Linked DNA regions of Pan troglodytes: region 1 is linked to region 2. The links are chromatin contacts, called in public Hi-C maps. All regions are on one chromosome and are shown on one strand. Each heading gives the region's core, a stretch centred on a gene start, on an enhancer-like site or on the middle of the called end of the contact. The rest is flanking DNA. Distances are from core to core; before and after follow the strand shown.

Region 1 (3,255 bases), core at 419-2,918, 200 kb before region 2:
TCCTTTGACTGTATCCCCCAGCAAGTAAGATGAATTAAAAAGACCTTGACAGAATCCTTAATTTCTATATGAGCTGGCTGGAATCTATCTTTTTGAACTCTTCCCCATCTGTCTCTTAAACAGAACAAATTTGATACTGCCAGGGGCCCTTGCACTTCAGTTTGTTGAGGCTCAAACATATTCCCTCCCAAATTCTCAATAAGCCACTAACACACAGGTATAGCAAGCCTATGAGTTTCTTGTGGGTTATGCAAATAGGAAACAAGATGACTGGGCTTGAAGCATCTTGCTGGCTGTGTACTTGAGACAGCTATCTGTTAGATAAAGGTGCGCAGGAGACAGAGGGTTATATCACCATAGGTAAGGGCTAAGGAGGGTAGAAGAGCTGGTGTTATCTGAGAAGCAGCAAGCAATGAAGAGAGAACATCACTGCAGTGAGTCAGATAAAGATGCCTGTCTCCTTTCTCTCTTCCTCAGCTTCAAATGAGCCCATTGAGAAGCTGGAACCCAGAAGAGGGAGGATCTTTAAATCATATAGGAGGGTTTAAATTTTAAACCACAATGCATTGGGATTTATTTGCCACAAGGAACTAGACAACTGTGGAATCAGTCTGCCCAATTCCAAGGCCATCATCTTCCCATACCAGGCTGCTATCTCAGCTCTCAATCCTGTTTACCCTTTCTTTTTTCTTTTTCTTTTTTTTTTTTTTTTTTTTTTTTGAGACAGAGTCTCACTCTGTTGCCTAGGCTGGAGTACAGTGGCATAATTTTGGCTCATTGCAATCTCCGACTCCTAGTTTCAAGCGATTCTCCTGCCTTAGCTTCCCTAGCAGCTGGGATTACAGGCATGCGCCACCATGCCCGGCCAATTTTTGTATTTTTAGTAGTGATGGGGTTTCACCATGTTAGCAGGGCTGGTCTGGAGCTCCTCACCTCAAGTGATCCACCTGCCTCAGCCTCCCAAAGTGCTAGGATTACAGACATGAGCCACCATGCCCGGCCAACCCCTGTTTACTCTTGTTCTGGAAGCTGGTTTATTTCCTCCTCCGGGGGGAACCCCAGACTAAAAACAGATGTGTTGTTGATCGTCCAGAAATGGCCTCATGTCTACCATGTATGTACGATGACCCCACCCCATCAAAAGGATTTTTAAATGCCCTTCCCCTATTGGAGGCCCTCAGAATGCTGAGCCAGGCAAAGAAGGTATCACAGGAATCACAATGGAAGCCCAGAGAGGAGAAACGCAGGGAGCTGCAGCCCCACCTTTGTTCCTAGATTAGCAAGGATGGCTGCCAGTCTGCACGCTATACAGAGCTTTGAAAGGTTAATAATTAAGTGACCAAACATGCTTGTTGGCCAAGACATACCTGGCTTACACCTGCTGCCCCAGCTTCATTAGTCATAGCATTCTCAAAAGAATCCCATTCTGAATGATAAATGAAATGGCTGCCTTATCAAACATCCATAGAAATCAATGGTCAGAGGCAACTTCAAGGCATACTTGAACTGGTTCATGACAAGAACAAAGAAAAAGTGCAGACATGAACAGCAGCAGAACCCAGGCAAAGTAAGAAGGAAGCCCTCAGTGAGTGTTGGGGATCACTGTCAGAATTCCTCTGGACTCCCTGGATGGCTGCCATTTACCCTTCAGTTAGCAGACAGCAGCCTAGAGTCATCATTCCAGGGCAGGCTTAGTCATTCTTAACAAGTTCTGCATTAAAGACCTCCTGTGGGGTTTGTTAGAGAAAGAGTGATTCCTTGAATACATGATCCAGGCATCACCAGGTACTTCCCATCTCCCCAAGCAGGTAGACTGAGCTACACAAAGAACAGGGAATTGGGAGCATGACCTTGGTATTTCAATCCCTTTTTGGTCCAAAAACAGTAAAAAGAAAGATTACACATACAACTCTGCTCCTATTTCTTTACCTCTTTAAGGCTATTTTCCCACCTTTTAAAAACACTATCTCCTTTCCAAAATTCAAAATTTGGAGTAAAGTCTATGTAAAATATGTGTCCCCAGTTCTGCCACAAACTTCTGATTCTCAGCGACAGATAATTTTCAAATTTATTACTTCTAATTTCACGCTGTGAAGATTTCCAAATCCTGGTTACAGGGTCTGGTTAAACCCTAAAGGCACAGACACCTGACCCCACTCGGACTCATCATTCTTTCTACATTACCACCTCAACCAAAAGGCTGTTACAGAGATCCCCAGAATGTATTTATTAGAACACCAGATTGCTTATAGGCATTATATGAGAAAACAAGGGTTTTGTGATCAAAGATGTTTATTTAAATGCAGATTTTTACAACCTCAACTTGTCCCTTTACAACAGGTCTTCCCAGAGCTTTTAATGTGCAGACAAGCATGTGAACCTCTGATAAAGAGAGGGAAAATGGAGAGGCATCTTCCTCTGACTTAATACAACCCTTTTTACTTTTGGTAGAAAATCGTAAGGCATGAGTGTTTAAGGAGCACACTTTGGGAAATGTGGTTCTACTAGCCTTACTAGGCAAATATGCTTCTAATATGTATAACTAATACATGTAAAGCACTAATTATATTAATAATGCCATGAGTCCTTTTTTCTTTTTCTGTCTACTGCTATGATAGTTTAATACCATGCTTTCTTTTATTAACACTAAAAAGATGGACATGTTGAATTATTTTATAATTTTCTTTTACAGTTCTGTGAGTTAAGCTGTATATAGCATATGGGTGTATCATTCTTTAGTAAATTACATCTACCTGTGAACTAAACATTGATTTCATTTTGACTTTGTGCCATTGTCTAACTTTGCAAAAAATCAAAATCAAGGAATCAAGGTGCTTCACAAAAGGAACATCTATTTTTTTTTAAAAATCCATTCTGGTCTTGGTGTTCAGTGAACTTTTTTTCACCAAGCTAAAGCAAAAACAAACAAAACCCCCAAATACCAGACATAGAAATGGAGACCTCCCTTCTTCCTCAGGCTAGATTCCTGTTAGATTCCAAAGAAAACTGTGCCGGAACTCAGAATTTTCCTGGCAGCTCTGCATCTCCTTGCTATGCATAGTATTTCTCATATGATTTGAAGAAAGCACTGTGGTTGTACGTTTCTTGAGTGCCTTATCAGAATTATCTTTCCAAAAAGCTCAAGAAAGACAAGCAAAAAATCCCCCAGAGAATGTCTAAGTGACAGTGCTCCATCTGAATATCCTTACAAATTGCTACAATGCAGGTTTACCTGGGGTGCAAGCACAGCAAACA
Region 2 (3,203 bases), core at 647-3,146:
TTCATCTCTCTGGTCATGTTCCTTTCATCACCCCTAATGTAATCACTGTCATAAATTTGGTGTTTAATGATTCCCTTGCATGTTTTTACACTTCTACTACACATGGAGGCATTCTTAAACTATAGCCTTTTGGCATATGTTTAAACATGTTAGACATTATACGAAATGTATGTAGCCTTCCTCAACTTCCTGACTTCTAGGATGGGTCTGATAGTTTATACCCTTGAAGGGTTGTGAGGACTAAATGGGTTAACAAATGCAGAGCACATAAAGAAATGCCTGGTGCATAATGTGTTGAGTAAGTGTTAGCTATTATTATCATTATATTTATATATAATTTTGCTTATTGTGTTTCTAGAGTTATCCATTTTATACATTTGGTTTTAGACCATTTATTTAGCATTCCATCACATCAGTAAACTGAAACTTACTTCTCCATGCCTATGTCGAAGAACATTTAAGTTGTTCCCAATTTTTTGCTATTACAATTTTGTAATCAATATTCTTGTACATGTCTTTGTAAACATGGGCAAGTTTTCTGGCTTAAGAGTGCAGCATTGCTGATATATATTCTTCAGTATGTTTTAACTCACTTCTGACTAGTATACTAGGGTTTGGTTAGGGGTGTGTGTGCATGCATACATATATGCACACTTATCATTCCTAGCAGATTGTAAGCTCTTTGAAGACAGGCCTAATTCAATCATTCACTGATTCATTTAGCAAATATTCATTTGGCACCCAGTATAGGCAGTGTACAGGTCTAGGTGACAGGATGCAAAGATTAAATGGCACAGGCTATCTCCCAGAGCTTTTTCTGCTCTGGAAGACATACTCAGGACACATGTAGTCAGAATCATGGTCATTTCAGAGGGTAAGGGACTTGGTTTTCACTGAATATTCATGATGGACCAGGCACTGTATATACACTGTCAATCAACCACACGTTAATGGCACCACTTACTACTTGGGTACCTGGGACTACTCATTAATCTTGCTGAGTCCTGTACCTCTGATGAGAAAGCACTATTTTATTGTGTTTAAGAGAATAAACCTGAGTTCAAATCCAGGCATCGCTACATGTCAGCTGCATGACCTTGTATGAAGGATTTAACTTCTCTAAGTTCTTGCTTCCTGGTCTGTAAAATGGTGCTAACTACAGCATCTATCTAAAAGGGATTTATGAAGATTACATGAGAAAAATGCCAATAAAGTGTTTACACAGTGCCTGACACATAAGAGCTCAATCATTGGTGGCTATAATCACGATCATGTCAATTGCTATCCATTATCAAAAAAATACGTGCCTTTTTAGAAGTAAGCATATCTGGGAAGTCATTATGGAATTTTTACTTTCTTCATTGCACCAAGACTTACCAGTGAATTATCTTATATACCAGTTAATTATCTGATATACCAGTTACTACCTCTTCTATACGAATGCATATTCACAATGTATTTCATCTCAGCCTTACTGTATTTAGAGAATAGTAAAGTTTTACTTTATTTTTAATTTTTTCAACCAACAGATTTTGCTCTAATTAACAGAAAGAACCGATAACTCCTTGTATTCATCTTGACTGCCCTCTGGACATGGGCAGGTTTCCAAGCCCACAAGTTCTGCCAGCAGCTGCACACTTTAACCTCTAGAGGGAGCTGAGAGGGAATTTGAGTCCATTGCTCTGACTGAGCAAAACGGCATTTAAATTACACCTGAAAACATCACTATCCACTATTGAGAGTGCATCCTCAGAGAAAAATCCTGGGATCATTTCCCCAAATCGATTCAACATTGCCCAGATTGCTTCCATCTCATGCATTCTTTGTTTTAGTAGAAATGGGCTTCATTACAGAGTGGTCTCCAGCTCCCCATAGTGGCCCCTCCTAGTAATTTTTTCTAAATTAAGCAAGCGTGCGTGGACTCAAGAGCTACACGGCAGTATTTCTTGGCTGCTTCTTTCTCCCTCTGCAAGAAACAGGAATAACATTTCATAAATAATGAGCTGCAGCTGAACTTTAATCTGCTAGATCCATTTAAAAATGTTTGGAACCTTCCCTGTCTCTCTAAGAATTACCTTCTGGATTTTTCTGGCTTTGTTTTTTGGTTTCTTTTGCATTATAACCTTATATTAAGGAGTATGCTGCTTATGTTTAAATTAATCAATTCTGAAATAAAATGTATTTACTTTCTCCCCAAACAGTAGCCTGGTGCCAAGCATGTGGGAAATACCTCATAGGTACTTCTGGCACCCAGGGGAGACATGGCATGATCTGTGTCCCAACATGCCAGAAAGAATGATTCCAGGGCCCCATTCTGTTTCTGAAGGTCAAAAGGCAGATAAGTACCCCCCCAATATCTGAAGGTCTATCATGTCGAACGGGGAGTAGGCGTATTCTGCATGGCTCCAGAGTCCGACCAAGGACGTATAAGAGAGTTCACTGAGAGATCAACTTTTGCTCAATGTAAAATATGTGTATATAATATATGTATATATTTCTTTTAAAAAAAACACCGACTTCCCTATCTCTAGATGTGATCTATTGGAAGCTGAAAAAAAACAACAAAAACCATCTATCAAAGAGATTGCAGAAGGGAGTGGGAAGTACCTACCCTCTTAAGTCCCCTCCCACTCTAAGATTCTGCAAGACTTTACAGGAAGGACTTACTCTCCTAGTTTGCCTTTTTTCTGATGATATTCACCTGGCTCTATTTGGATATTTTCCCCTGAAGTTTAAAAAAAAAAAAAAACTATGCCTCTCAACTCATTGTATGTATATGGGGCTATGAATCAGAGAGGAAGAAATGACCAACAGTGAGTATGGTGGGAAAAGGGAGGGAGAAAGGGGTTAGGGAAAATTTTGCATGCCTGAGAACATTGAAGGATGAGAGGAGTTAAAGTTCAACCCCGCCAGTATGTCTGAAATATCCCAGTTACAGCCAGGATATCCCAAATAAGAAGTAGCACCATCACATTTGCAAGTTAGAAAGATCACTCAGAGGGGAGAATAGATTGGTAGATTTCTTAATGGCTGTGAATATGTTAAGCTGATGGAATTGTTTCAGGAAGCAGTGCTGCACTTAGTCATAAACTCAGCTATGAAAATAAGCCTGTACCTCTATCCAGATCAACAACAGTGACAACAACAACAATAACAAAACCCACAATGTGTCAATGAAAATCAGGCTGTTGGTTTACAAGAAA

Evidence for each region. A called contact is a pair of places that touch in the nucleus more often than the background predicts.
Region 1: a contact with region 2 is called in a Hi-C map of stem cell-derived neural progenitor cells, with 3 times the contacts expected there. The contact joins two enhancer-like sites. A contact is called at or near these places in 3 of 7 Hi-C or Micro-C datasets (blood, induced pluripotent stem cells and stem cell-derived neural progenitor cells).

Annotation. Positions count from the first base shown.
Region 1 is chr9:88,825,419-88,828,673 of NHGRI_mPanTro3-v2.0_pri, reverse strand. No RefSeq gene overlaps it. Among named protein-coding and RNA genes, the nearest start is that of PRSS23, 20 kb to the right of the region's middle. Within about 2 kb of position 1,668, at least 2 of the 24 cell types and tissues checked have an H3K27ac peak or open chromatin away from gene starts, as enhancers often do. A contact at or near this core is called in stem cell-derived neural progenitor cells, where this site is marked.
Region 2 is chr9:88,623,569-88,626,771 of NHGRI_mPanTro3-v2.0_pri, reverse strand. All of the region lies in intron 2 of ME3 (malic enzyme 3), which reads left to right. Among named protein-coding and RNA genes, the nearest start is that of ME3, 64 kb to the left of the region's middle. Within about 2 kb of position 1,896, at least 1 of the 24 cell types and tissues checked has an H3K27ac peak or open chromatin away from gene starts, as enhancers often do. A contact at or near this core is called in stem cell-derived neural progenitor cells, where this site is marked.